2 separate regions of the Ovis aries genome follow, and region 2 is linked to region 1. A link is a contact called in public Hi-C data. All regions are on one chromosome and are shown on one strand. The core of a region is the stretch at or near the end of the contact, and the rest is flanking DNA. Distances in the headings are between cores, read along the strand shown. Region 1 overlaps SPSB4 (splA/ryanodine receptor domain and SOCS box containing 4). Region 2 holds the start of SPSB4 (splA/ryanodine receptor domain and SOCS box containing 4).

Region 1 (6,536 bases), core at 2,055-4,554:
GCAGCATGTATCAGAATTTCACTCCTTTTAATGGCTAAATATTGATGATATTTCATTGTATGATATACCCATATTCACTCATCCACTGACGGACATTTTGGGGTGTATTCATCTTTTGGCTATTGTGATCAGTGCTTCTATGAATATCAGTGTATAAGTATCTATCTGTTTAAGAATCTGTTTGCATTTCTTTCAGGTATACACCGAGAGCTTCCCAGGTGGCGCTAGTGGTAAGGAACCTGCCTGCTAATGCAGGAGACATTAGAGATGCGAGTTCAATATCTGGGTCAGGAAGATACCCTGGAGGAGAGCATGGCAACCCACCACAGTATTCTTGCCTGGGGAATCTCCATGGATAGAGGAGGCTGGCAGGCTACAGTCCATGGGGTCACAAAGGGTTGCACACGACTGAAGCGACTTAGCACGCACGCACACATGCACACATACACCTAGAAGTGGAACTGCTGGGTCACGTTGATTCCATGTTTAATTTCTTGAGGAAACGCTAGACTGTTTTCTACGGCAGCTGCATTGCTCTACATTCCCATCAGCAATTTCTCCATATCCCCACCACTTCTTAGTCTCAAAAACTTGAAATAAGTTGGATAAGACTCTTGAAGTCTTATCCAGGTCTGACTCTGCCACAAACTCACTGTGATGTTAATAACATAATAACATATATAATAACAATAATAACAGCATTTCTAGTGTGTGTACTGTACCAGGCACTATTTTAAGAACTTCCATAAATTAACTTATTTAATTCCCACAATCATCAACATCTTCTTTTATAGATGAGGCAAGTGTATCACAGGGGGATAATAACAGGCCAAGGTCACACAACTAGTGAGTTGAGATTCCAACCCAGGCAGTTTTAACCCAAGTCTAAGAGGCACACACGATGACAGTTTTCAGCCTCTGTGAAGCAGAAGGGCAGGTCTCTTTGCCAAAGCACGAGAATCCTTTTGCCAAATGAAATTTTACATAGAACCCCAGTCTATTTAGCAGATAGAAAGGAAGCTGCTTGGAGGGTGAGGTCCCAGTTTCCAACCTTAAGGTGAGGCCTTGGGAACTTTGGAGAAATAGGGTTTTGGAACCTTCTTGCAAAGTCAACGATTCTGAGTGAGATACTAAGAAGTGAGTGATAAGACAAAACCTCAGACTCTCGTCCCATGGCTGGCAAAAGCACACCCTTTGCTTTTAATTTAATGTGTGAGAACAACACCTTGGATTTACGAAGTATGTTGTCTTTTTCGGGGACCTGCACAAGCATGCTATTTGCTGTTAGTGTGAATCTTTCCACAAGCACACTCAAGGATCTGTGAGGTCCTAAAGGACCTCTGCTGACTAGGACAGAATGCTCAGGAGCAGGGTGATGGAGTGATTTCAATCATGTGCTAACAGGAGCACCCACTATACTCCTGCTTTGGTTTCAGCTCTTTCCTGCCTCATCAGTGCAACCTAGTGACCCAGCGTAACCCCGGTGCCTGTGCACCGAGTGTGTGCTGGGCCTGTGCTCCAAATTTCTGACACTCGCTCACACATTCTCCCTTCATGCTCACGACAACCCCTTGAGGGAGGTGTGACGGATCTGTGGTCCCTTATCCAAAACCCTGGGACAGGTGGTTTGGGAATTCAGAAAGTTCCAGAGTTTAGTAATTAGGTGGCGCATGCCACTTGTTGCCTAACATCCCAGGGGACGGAGGCAGTGCTTGCAATCACACACGCTGGTATTTCTACAGCAGAACCTATGAATATTCACACCGAGTGAAATAAGAAATGACTAAAAATAGCCTCACATCAGTGCCGGTTGATCTGGCCTGTCAAAGGAGTTTGCCCTAAACTTAGAAATGAAGTTTTGTGTTTTCAAAACATTGCCCTGTGCTAGCAGCTTCATCTGACAGAGAAATGAGGCTCTAAGTGCAGAGTGGCTTGCTGAGCAAGGGTGAGCTGGTGAGTGCTGGAGATAGGGTTTAAGCCATAGGTCTGACTTGAGAGCCCACATCTAAACATGGAGAAACAGCACAGACTTCTGGGAGAAACCGCTGAGTGCTCAGCTCCCTCCTCTGCCACTTACGAGCTGTGGGATCTGATAAATCGCTTCACCCTGACCCCTTGACTTCTCCAGAGGTTGTTAGAGGACTGTTCTCAAATTTTCTAGCTCTCATCCTCCGCGTACAGGGTCACCATGCCCTTCCCCACTCACTGAGGTTAGGTGCAACCATGAGTCTTACTTCGGCTAACAAGTAGAAATGCATGTTTAGCAGCTGGTTCGTAACCATTAGGGGCTGTTCCTTCCGCCCTGGACCTGGAGTGAGGACACAGACTTTGCAGAATAGAGCTTCCAGGGGACCAGGGATGAGCATGCACAAGGGCAAAGACAAATAAATCTTGGTTGTTTGACATTAGTGACTTGAGGCTTGTCTATTACAGCAGCAAGACCTGGCCCATCCTGACTAGGGGTACAGGCTCCTTCTCTATAAATAACCAGTGTGAAGCCTGAATCAGGTGGCACAAGTAAAGCTCCCAGTGGTGCCTGGCAATGACATTAGTTGACTCCTTTTCCCACTCTGGGCATGAATTCCCCTGGGGTAAAGAATGGTGCGGGGGAAGGAGGGAGGGAGTGGGTAGAGGCAGTAATAGCTACGTTGCTCCTTTTAAATAACTGAAATGACTGTTAACCCATGAGGTATGCATGGAAAAGATTTTGTGGATGTTTCTGATGTTTTGAGGAAAAGGCAATGGCACCCCACTCCAGTAATCTTGCCTAGAGAATCCCATGGACAGAGGAGCCTGGTGGGCTGCAGTCCATGGGGTCGTTAAGAGTTGGACACGACTGAGCACCATCACTTTCATGCATTGGAGAAGGAAATGGCAACCCACTCCAGTGTTCTTGCCTGGAGAGTCCCAGGGACGGGGGAGCCTGGTGGGCTGCTGTCTATGGGGTTGCACAGAGTTGGACATGACTAAAACGACTTAGCAGCAGCAGCAGCAGCTGATGTTTTGAGTCATAGGTGTCTCTGATCCACCCGCGGAACTGATGGAGAGGATGGGGCGATGTGGGGGTTGGGGGGTAGGGGGTGGGGTGGGGACAGAATCCCAGCCCTGAGACAAACAGCTGCACAAGGACCCCAGGTTCCTGATGGGAGTGACAGCTGTGGACCCAATATTCCCAAAGGCCGTAAGAGCCCGCCTGTGTCGAAAAGGGGTCAGGAGGGCCAGGCAGCCTGCTGACAGCTGCTGAGCACAGAGGAGGCATCGGTGCCTCCCAGAAGGACCGCCAGATGGAGGGAGAGAGGCTGCGGGGAGGAGATTCTCCGTGATGAGAATGCGCAGTTGCCTCAGGACTTGTATTAAGACCCCATTTAGCAACACCGATTAAGGAGCTATAAATAGCACCTGGGCTCTCTCAGGCCATAAAACACACTTCCCTGCTTCGCTCCCAGCCGGCAGCCTGCCCTGCTTAATTGGGGCTCAAAATAAAATACCTGGAATGTCACTTTTGGAAGGAAGGCCCGCGTTGTCATAGTGACCAGTTGCTAAGCTAGGGTTGGGGCAGAGGCTGGACGCGGGGCTGCTGCCGCAAAGGTGGGAAGGAGGAGGCGAAGGGACAGGCGGAAGAGAGGGCACACGGCTGAAGGTTCCTAGGAAGTCTGGAACCACGCCATAAGAGGTGGCGCTATGTCCGCCAATGGCCTATAATGACCGCCCCAAACGGTAGCCTCACCCCCACCCCTTTCCAATCGCTGGTCTGACAAATGAGGACCGGAGAGGCAAAGAGGTGGGCCTGGCTGGCCCTTGGTAGATGGGAGGGCAGAAGATTTGAGTTTCAGTCCTGAATCAGTCACTAGACAGCTGGGAGACGTGGGGGAGGAGGGAGCTTTCCATTCTCTGGGCCTCTGGCCTTCTCCACTAACAGGAGGGGGCGCGAAAGGTCTCTAAACTCTAAATGCACGAGCGGGGCATCGGAGCTCCCACCAGCATCAAGAAGAAGGAAGAAGCTCAGATCCAGGCAGTGAAGAAAGCAGGGTGCACGGCAGCAGCGAGGGGAATGCTGCTGTTTGTGTCGTTTGGAAAAATATCTCAGAAGAAAATGTGAGAAATCTGACAAGCGCTGGTTGCTTCTGGGGAGGGTGGCTGGAAACGGGTGGGCAGGGGACTTACGTTATTGTTTTAATGAAGCCTAATGAATATATTTAGTATGTGTGCTTAGTCATTACTCTTTGTGACCCCATGGGCTGTAGTCCTCCAGGATCCTCTGCCCATGGGATTCTCCAGGCAAGAATACTGCAGTGGGTTGCCATGTCCTACTCCAGGGTACCTTCCTAACCCAGGGACTGAACCTGCATCTCGTGTCTCCTGCGTTGACAGATGGGTTCTGGGAAGCTGTAGGAAGAAGTACTGGCAGTAGAGGTACCAGCAACCCCACTGTAAGGGGCCTGCCCACTATTCTGCCTGATTGGGGAAAACTGATTCTGTGGACTGTTCCCCACAACGGTGTCATCCAGGCCTTCACTTCAGTTGCTTTCCTGCCTGCACGCTCAGGAATCCCATGCTGAGGCACCCCAGAGAAAGCACTCCCAGGGAGTGTCTTGGCTCTGCAATTCAACTGCCTGGAGAAACTCAGCAAGGCCCTGACCCTCACTGGTCCCATGCACAGTCCCATGAGGGACTTAGCCCAGGGTTCCCCTGATCCTCTCTGGTCCGCATCTATACCAGTGGAGGGGGCTTGGACCAGGTCCCTAAAGCCTTGCCTATTTGGAACTCTATCTGGAATTTTACTTTATATTTTCTATCTGGAATTTTAAACATCAGCCCAAGCAGGGCAGAACAGTGAGAGAAGCCCGCTCCAGATAAACAAGTCTCCCAGTGAACATCCGAGAGCAGAGGAGGATGTGTGAGGAAGCTCCAATAGTTATAGCAAGATATTCACATGCAAGTGTGTGTGTTAGTCACTCAGTTGTGTCTGACTCTTTGCGGCCACATGGACTGTAGCCCTCCAGGTTTCTCTGTTCATGGGATTCTCCAGGCAAGAATACTGGAGTGGGTTGCCATTCCCTTCTCCAGAGGATCTTCCTGACCCAGGGATTGAACCCTGGTCTCCTGCATTGAGCTACCGTTTGAGCTACAGGGAAGTCCAGGATATTCACTTGCAAGGCCCATGTGTAAATCCCGAAACCCTAAGGAAACACCTCTCTTCATTCAGGTCTCTGAAGTCACCACTGAAATCTGTCTTCAGAGTGACTGTCCTCTGTGAATGGCAGCGCGAGAGGACAGGATACAGTTGTTACCAAGTGAAAATTCCCAGGCGGAATGAAGTGATGCTATCAGAAAGACAGCCCTGATAATCACCCTGATTTATCTGAAAGATCAATCATTTGTAAACCTTCATTCTACTAACCCTTCTGTTAGTTACTAATGGATTTCTGATGGTTTTGCCTCCAGCATTCTTTACTTCCTCCTTTAGTAAAACATCTTTGGATTCCCTTGTGCAGTGTGTTTGTTTCTGAGACTTGGCCCCCTCCCAGCCCCATGTGTGGAGCCTTTGACAGGGGCTGAGACAGTCAGCACATTCCAATCCAGTGGCCATGTGATTGGTTGAGGGACAGTCATGTGACCCAACTGGAGCCAATCAGAATGCATTCCAGGGCATAAGCATGCTGGATCAGGAGGGAAGGGGAGCCCCCAAGGGGCTCCTGTGGTTGTTTTGGGACCCTAGAAAGAAGAGCCCAACCATGGGGCCTCCATCCAGAATGTGTGTAGGAGGGGCTGAGGGATGATGCTCTGTGGCATTGATGTGGAATCGCTGTCTTTACTTTTCATGTCTTTTCATGTAGGTTGAGAGTGTGAAGACCTAAAGCCACATAAGACACCCCTAAAGCTTGAAGGAAGAAGGGTTTGAGACAAGACATAGCTGGGCCCCAGGCGGAGCAGCTGGAGTTTGTCCCCTGAGGATAGATACTCCAAGATAAAGATAATAGCAAGAACAAGGAGGAGCTGAGTCCTGTCCAGATAAAAGATAAAGGTGCTAAGTGCTCAGCTGTGTCAGACTCTTTGCAACCCCAGGGACTGCAGCTGTCCATGGAATTTTTAGGCAGGAATACTGGAGTGACCTGCCATTTCCTTCTCCAGGAATCTTTCCTACCCATGGATCAAACCTTTGTCTGGCATCTCTTGCACTGTCAGGCAGATTCTTTGCCACTAGTGCCACCTGGGAAGGCCTACAAGATAAAGACTGCACACATCCTCATTCTCGAGGTGAAGGAGACCTTCCCAACTACACATGTGCCGAAAGGCTAAGCTGCTACAGTCAAATTCCAGTCCTTGTGACCCCGTGGACTGCAGCCTGCCAGGCTCCTCTGTCCATGGGATTTCCCAGGCAAGAATACCGGAGTGGGTTGCCATTTCCTTCTCCAGGGTATCTTCCCTGACCCAGGGATCGAACCTGCATCTATTATGTTTCCTGCATTAGTAGTTCTTTACCATTAGCACCACCTGGGAAGCCCTTTGAGGTCAACAAGGGAGGGGGCATCATC
Region 2 (6,536 bases), core at 2,182-4,681, 64 kb after region 1:
TAAGTAAGTAATTTAAAAAATAAAGGTGTTGCTGTTTTATTTTTTATTGTTGATCTTTCTTGCCAAGTGTATATGGTTATGTTCACATCAGTTGTGTGTATGCACTTAGAGTCAGGTACCTCCATACCCTCTGATTTTCTGCACCCTGTGGGTGTTCTAGCTGCGAGGTTGCCTGAGACCCTTCTTTCCTGTACCAACAAAGAAGGAGCCCTTGAAGACCCTGGCTATGTAACGACGTCAGGCATCATTCTCTCTGGGAGAATCAAGTAGCCCCTGTAGGGTGAAGGGAACTAGGTCTTTTCCCAAAGAGGAGGGGAACTCAGCACTGGCCCAGGTCTTGGCCACTTTCTGGAGTAGAAGTGAAGCTCCCCAAGGACAGGCCTGTCCAAGTGAGGAGGAGCCAGGTTTGATAAAAGCCAAGGAAAAAGTCTTTGAAGTGTTGGAGCAAAGCCAAAAAGGTCAGGGGGTAGAGGTTAATAAGAGAGGAAAACAGTGAAAAAGGGGTGAAAGGAGGCAGGAACCAGACCTGTAAGTCTTTGGAGGCACCTTAATCTTACTCCTGGGCAGCCTCAAGGAGATTCTAAGACTAGGAGGGATTTGATCTATCTTATATTTTTAAAAGATGTTTCTGATAAATAATAAATATAATAAATAATAATAAATAATCTTATTTGCTAATGTGATATGCGAAAATTGTCTTGTAGTTTGAACTTATTATAATAAATAATAATAATAAATAATCTTATTTGCTAATGTGATATGTGAAAATCGTCTTGTAGTTTGAACTTGAATTTTGCTTATTCAAGAAAAATGAGGTAGAGCAACTTGTCATATGCTTGTTATTTCAGTTTTACTCTGTGCATGTGAACCGTGAATGGTCTTTTTCTTGTTGACTTAAGGACATTTTTACACATTAAAGAAATGAGCCCTTTGTGACAAGAGTGACAATTCTCCCAGTTTGTCCTATCTTTTCACTGGTTCTGGTGATGTCCCTGTAGATTTTCTTCTCATACAACTGAGTTTACCAGTCTTTTAAGCAAAACAGAAATACAGCCTGGAGAGATATTTGAGTAGAATGGTCAGCAAGCAGAATTTTGTTTGTTGTTTGCCTAAGGTGGTCAGTTCCTTTTATTGGTACTTTTAAAGGAAGTTTGTAAAATGGAATCTATCAGAGGGTTATGTGTCTCAGGAGGATGGTGTCTTGTGTCTCAAACATCTTTCTATCAAGCTACCAACACAGTGTCTTTCTACAAACTCCATTAATCAGCAGCACTCTTTGAAAAATGGAGTTGTGGAGGATGAAGAAGGATCCCCCATCAGTCTCAGTGACAGAGACTGCAGAATTGGGTTGGAGGAGACGGGCATCAAGGGGGAAAGAGAGGGAGAGGCGGGAGAGATGTATTGCACAGGCGCTTCTTCCTTAGGTGCAACGACCGCCTGGAGGGGGGAGGGGCGGGCAGCTCCCGTATTCTCCTTTTAACAGCGTTTCCCCCAAGCTCAGGCACGTCTTCCTGATTTATGCTCATCGATTGCTGGAGGACGGAAGGTGGATGGAGGATGGAGGCTCTGATTCCTAGAGAGGAGAGAACTCCTTCAACCCCTAAACTCCCCCAGGAGGAGGCTGGAGCAGAGGAGGAAACTAAGCTGGGAAAGATTCGAGTACTTGTCCAAGGTCACACTGCGGGCTGATGGTGGAGGCGGAATTCGAACTCAAGCCTTATTCCAGAGCGCTCTCCATCTCCTAGCGCTACGGCCCACAAGTGCCCTCCTCTCTCTGCCAGTCCGGAAAAGCCCATGCTCCTCCATCCCGGAGGCGGGAGTGGTCACTCCCCACCCCACTCTCCCCTCAAGCCCTCTTCTCCCTCCAGGAAGAGGTCCTGGGCTCGGCGTCCCCTCCTGGCTCCGAGCCCGTGGCGCGTCTTGCGCTACCAGGGCGGACACATTTGCCGCGCTCCAGGCTCTGGCCTCCTCCCTTCTTCCCAGACCCCACCCCCCTCCCCTGCCCGTGACTCACTCTGCACGCGACCCCCTCCCTTCCAAAGCATCGCCAAGTTTGTCTTCAAGCAAGGCCAGGAACTGGCCCCAAGCAGCGCTCGGACTGGGCGACCAGCCTCACTATCCAGCGTCAAGAGTAAACAGTAACAACAGCCCCCATTTCAGCACCCACTGCGTGCCAGGCGCTTCACTTCCAGGCGCTGAACTGCCCCCGCCCCCCAACCCCTACGAACAGACTCCTGGAAATTACTGTCCCCAATACATCGACGAAAGAACTGCTGCAGCTCCGGAAAGTTGGATGACACGCTTGGGATCACACAGCTAATAATAATGCTGGCTAACGTTTGATCGAGTGGTTCTTATGTGTCAGGAACAGGTCTACGTACATTACGAGGACCACCCCATAGATGCTTCTAAGAGCCCTATTAAAAGGGTACCATTATCACCCCCATTCTACGGATGAAGAAATCAAGGTTCGGCGCCTTGTCCAAGGTCACTCATTCAGTGAATGACAGATCATGGACCTAAACCCAGGCAGGGTGACTCGGGCGGGGGCGGGGGGGTAGTTTTTTGTGCTGTCTCCATTACGCAGAAAAGCAGCGGGCTTCGAACCGATGACACCAGGGGCCAGCCCCAAACGCCCAAAGGCAAACCAGCCAGCTCGGATTGCCACAGTCCGCAGAGAGGAATTCCCGGGGATCTGGACCGGACGCACGCCAGGAGCGCGGACTGTGGCCAGTGCCGGCCCGCACGAGGTCCGCTCGGCCAGACCTCGGCTCCCGCGCGCCTCTCACCAGAAGATGGAGAATACTCACCATAAAAGAGAGGGCAAGCGCCTGCCCTGGAGGAATCGCCAGCGCTGGCAGGTCCTGGACTCCGAGGAGAGACGTCTGCGGCCGCTGCCACCCGCTCAGGGGCGCCCGAGCGACCCCGAAGATGCCGGCTTGTTCCCCGGGGCCAGGGGCGCGTCCTCACGGCTAGAGCCCCGCAGCAGCGCCCCCTCTGCCCAGCAGGGTGGCCCAGAGTTGGAGCGTTCTTGGGGAAGTTGGCGCTCCAGCGCGGCGAGAGGGCGCAGGAGGTCGGGTGGGAGAGGGGAAGCGTCTTTCTGCGCGGATCCCGGGGGCGCGCCAAGGCCTGCGCTCCAGCGGTTCCTAAGCTCCGCGCTGGACCTGGAGGGCGGCGAGCCCCGAGCTCAAGGCGCACGGGCCGCGCCTCTGCCGCCCGCCCCTGGAGCGCCCGGCGTCTTCCCCCTCGCCCTGGGCGCACGCATTGGTGTTCGAAACTGGGGCCCGGGTCTGGGCTACGGTGCGCTCATCGCCCTCCCCAAGGGGCTGGGCGTCTTTGTGCACGGGGCGCGCCGGCCGCCGCGGCCAGCTCTGGATGCTGCAGCCGCCGCCGCCTCCCCCTCCTCCTCCGCCGCCGCCCGCTCCCCGCCTTCCCGGCCGGCCCAGAGGCTGCAGCTGAAAGCCGATCCGGCTGAGCTCATCCCTGAAGGCCACTAATCCAATAGCCGCGGAAGGCGCGGCCGCCGGGAACGCCCCTTCCCCCACCATCCCGCGCCCCGGCCCGTCCCAGCTCGGGCCGCTGCCGGCGCCGCCACCTTTCCGAGGCCACCAGCTGGCGGGAGAGGGAAGTGGAGCCCGCGGCCGCGTGCCGAGTCGGCGCGGTCGCCATTCACTCGCCCGCTAGCCCGCGCACTCCCTCACTCACGCACTCATTCATGCGCTCCCCCCCCCACCCCCATTCATTCAAGCGCGCTGGGAGCGCCAGGGTGGGTGCCCCTGAGCCGGAGGAGATACACACAGTCATTCGACAGCTTTGCTGTCTTTACCCAACTCGTGTGGGAAATAGCGCCGGGGAAAGAGCTTGGTTTAATGACCTCTTCCTCAGGAGCGTGTCTACACTTTATTTTTTAAAGATCAGATTCCAGCTCATCTTCTAAAGTCCAATTTCATACCTCTCCTGCTTCTCGGAGCCTTCCCCCGACCACTCGAGGAGCAAAGAGGTGTTTTTAGTCTGCCTGCTGCCAGGACTGGAGGTGGGCCGCCCGATTGCCCGTCTCGAGCGGAGGAAGAGGGAGTGGCCAGAGCGGAGGCCAAGAGGGTGCTTGTAGCATCTGTGCTCTCTCTGGAAAATTGACAGTTACTGGTCTGGGTGCCTTTTGTGCTCCCAGAGGTGAGCTTAGTTCATTCCACAGTGATCTGGTCTGACCTCAGCCCTCTCTATGCCGGATACTAAACGGCCTACGGGCAGAGCGCCGGTTCATCTGGGACACAGACAAGTAAAAGGTAACTCAACCTAGGGAAACAGATGGCAGCTTTGTCTGGGAAGGGCAATCTGGAAATGCTTCCTAATAGAGGTGGCTACATGAATTAGCCATGGAGACAGAAGGACAGGGTGGTCATCTGTCTAGGTACCTATCACAGCATGGAGCCTCCGGTATATACGGGAGTGTAAGGCGGCTTCCCTGGTGGCTCAGAGGGTAAAGCATCTGCCTGCGACGCGGAACACCCGGGTTCGATTCCTGGGTCGGGAAGATCCCCTGGAGAAGGAAATGGCAATCCACTTCGGCACTCTTGCCAGGAAAATCCCATGGATGGAAGAGCCTGATAGGCTACAGTCCATGGGGTCACAAAGAGTCGGACACGACTGAGTGACTTCACTTTCACTTTCAAACGATGAGGTAAGATGTGGCTGGAGGGATGGACAGTGGCTAGGTTCTTGGAAGTCAACTAGAGTTTGATCGTTCCTCAAGATTAGTTGAGGCCTTTAATCAAAGTAATGCTTATCATATTTACATTGTCCAAAGATCTCTAAGCGGAGTGAATGGATGGAGGCAAGCAAGCTTGGAACTCCTGATACAGTCCAAGCAAAAGAGGATGCTTCACAAACCAGTTTAGCCATTGGTCGGACAGCCGAAGGGGGTATTGATCAAGTATTTATTTGCACTTATCCTACTGTTCTGTCATTGCCTGTTTGTACGTGTCTCCCTCCTAAAGCTGTGAACCCCTTCAAAGGGCAAGAATGCTTTTTATACGTGTCTGAATTCTCTATACCCACCTAGAACAGATGTTGAATAAATGTACTTTGAATTGACCTGAGTGGCATTCTGACCTGCACTCACATTTACTATATTTGGGGGGTCTCCACAGCAGTCCTTTCTATTCCCCATCAGGAAACTCCTGGAGCACCTACTCTGCAAGCTACTGAGGGGGCTATGGACACTGATGAGGGGCAAGAAAAGAAAATTTCGGGGAAAAGATACAGAAGCCAAAGAAGATTTTCGGTGGTTTCTCCACCTGAACCTAGTCTGGCTGACAGGGTGGGCGAGGGAGGGATATGCCCATCACTTACCCTCTTTGCTAGGAAATATCACAACAGCTCCAAGGACAAGATAGGGAATGAACAATGGTCACAGTTTGAGAAACTAATTTTTCCCTGGGGGATCCAGATAGGTTCAACCTGCTGACCTCTCCAGATGTGCCTTAGGCCTAAAGATGTAGACACACCACCACTCCAAGTGATCCTAAAATACTCCAGCCCCTGTATACCAAGCAAAATGACTTGTCATTTTGGGAGAAGTCAGAATAGCCTGGCTGTTATTTAATATAACTTCATGTTGAGGTAAGCAGCCAATGTCTCCTGCAATCTCTGCCCCTTGGTTTCATACCCTTGTGTAACTACTCCGTTTAGGTGTGGCCGGCCTCATGGACTTGCTTCTCACCAAGAGAATAATGCGGAATTAATGGAAAGCCCAGCCAAGATTAGGTTATAAAAGATTGTGGCTTCTGCTTGGAGTATGCACACTCTGTCTTGCATGTTCGCTCTCTCTCTCTCTTTTGAATTAGCTCTCTGGAAGAAGCCACCTGCTATGTGCTGAAGCAGCCTTGTGGAGAGGCCCATGCGGTGGGGACAGAGACTGCCAACAACCGTGCGAGTGAACTGAGAAGCTGATCCCACCCTCCAGTCCTAGCTGGGCCTTCATACGAGAAGGCAGCCCTGTCTGACACCATGACCGCAATTTCATGGGAGACTTTGAATCAGAGAAACTCAGCTACACTGTGCCCAGATTCCTGACCACAGAAACTGTAAAAGAATAAATGTTCATTGTATTAAGCTGTTCTTTTTTGGGAGTAATCTGTTGTGCACCAATAGATAACTCATGCAAGATGTTCTTAACTACCCAAGGGCGATTCAAAAAACAAACCCTTGAAGAACTAGCCAGTCTCACTCCAAAGAAAACACATATTTCACAGGTATGGCCAGGCAGCCTTTGGGTTTCATTTCAATTCAGGCTCTTTGAGTCTTAGCTTTTTCACTATAAAATGGGGACAGAAGGATTTCCTGAGTATGGTTATGTGTTGTAGCATTTACATACAGAGTAGGTACTCAATAAATCTTTTTCTTCTACTTCTCAGCAGTAGACAAAGATCCGCAGCATTCTTGGAATTCTTGGGCTAAGGCAAAGTTAGGCCTGGAGCAGAAGTTCCATGGAGGGGCTGCTACTGTCAGGGGTCCAGAATTGCTGTTTATAATGCAAA

Evidence for each region. A called contact is a pair of places that touch in the nucleus more often than the background predicts.
Region 2: a Hi-C map of muscle shows a contact between it and region 1, with 3 times the contacts expected there. The contact joins the promoter of SPSB4 here to the enhancer-like site in region 1. A contact is called at or near these places in 3 of 16 Hi-C or Micro-C datasets (hypothalamus, muscle and tail adipose tissue).

Annotation. Positions count from the first base shown.
Region 1 is chr1:248,442,552-248,449,087 of ARS-UI_Ramb_v3.0, forward strand. All of the region lies in intron 2 of SPSB4 (splA/ryanodine receptor domain and SOCS box containing 4), which reads right to left. Among named protein-coding and RNA genes, the nearest start is that of PXYLP1, 64 kb to the left of the region's middle. Within about 2 kb of position 3,305, at least 5 of the 54 cell types and tissues checked have an H3K27ac peak or open chromatin away from gene starts, as enhancers often do. A contact at or near this core is called in muscle, where this site is marked.
Region 2 is chr1:248,506,663-248,513,198 of ARS-UI_Ramb_v3.0, forward strand. SPSB4 (splA/ryanodine receptor domain and SOCS box containing 4) reads right to left here and starts at 3,432. Exons shown (of 3, transcript XM_027959837.3): 1 at 2,811-3,432.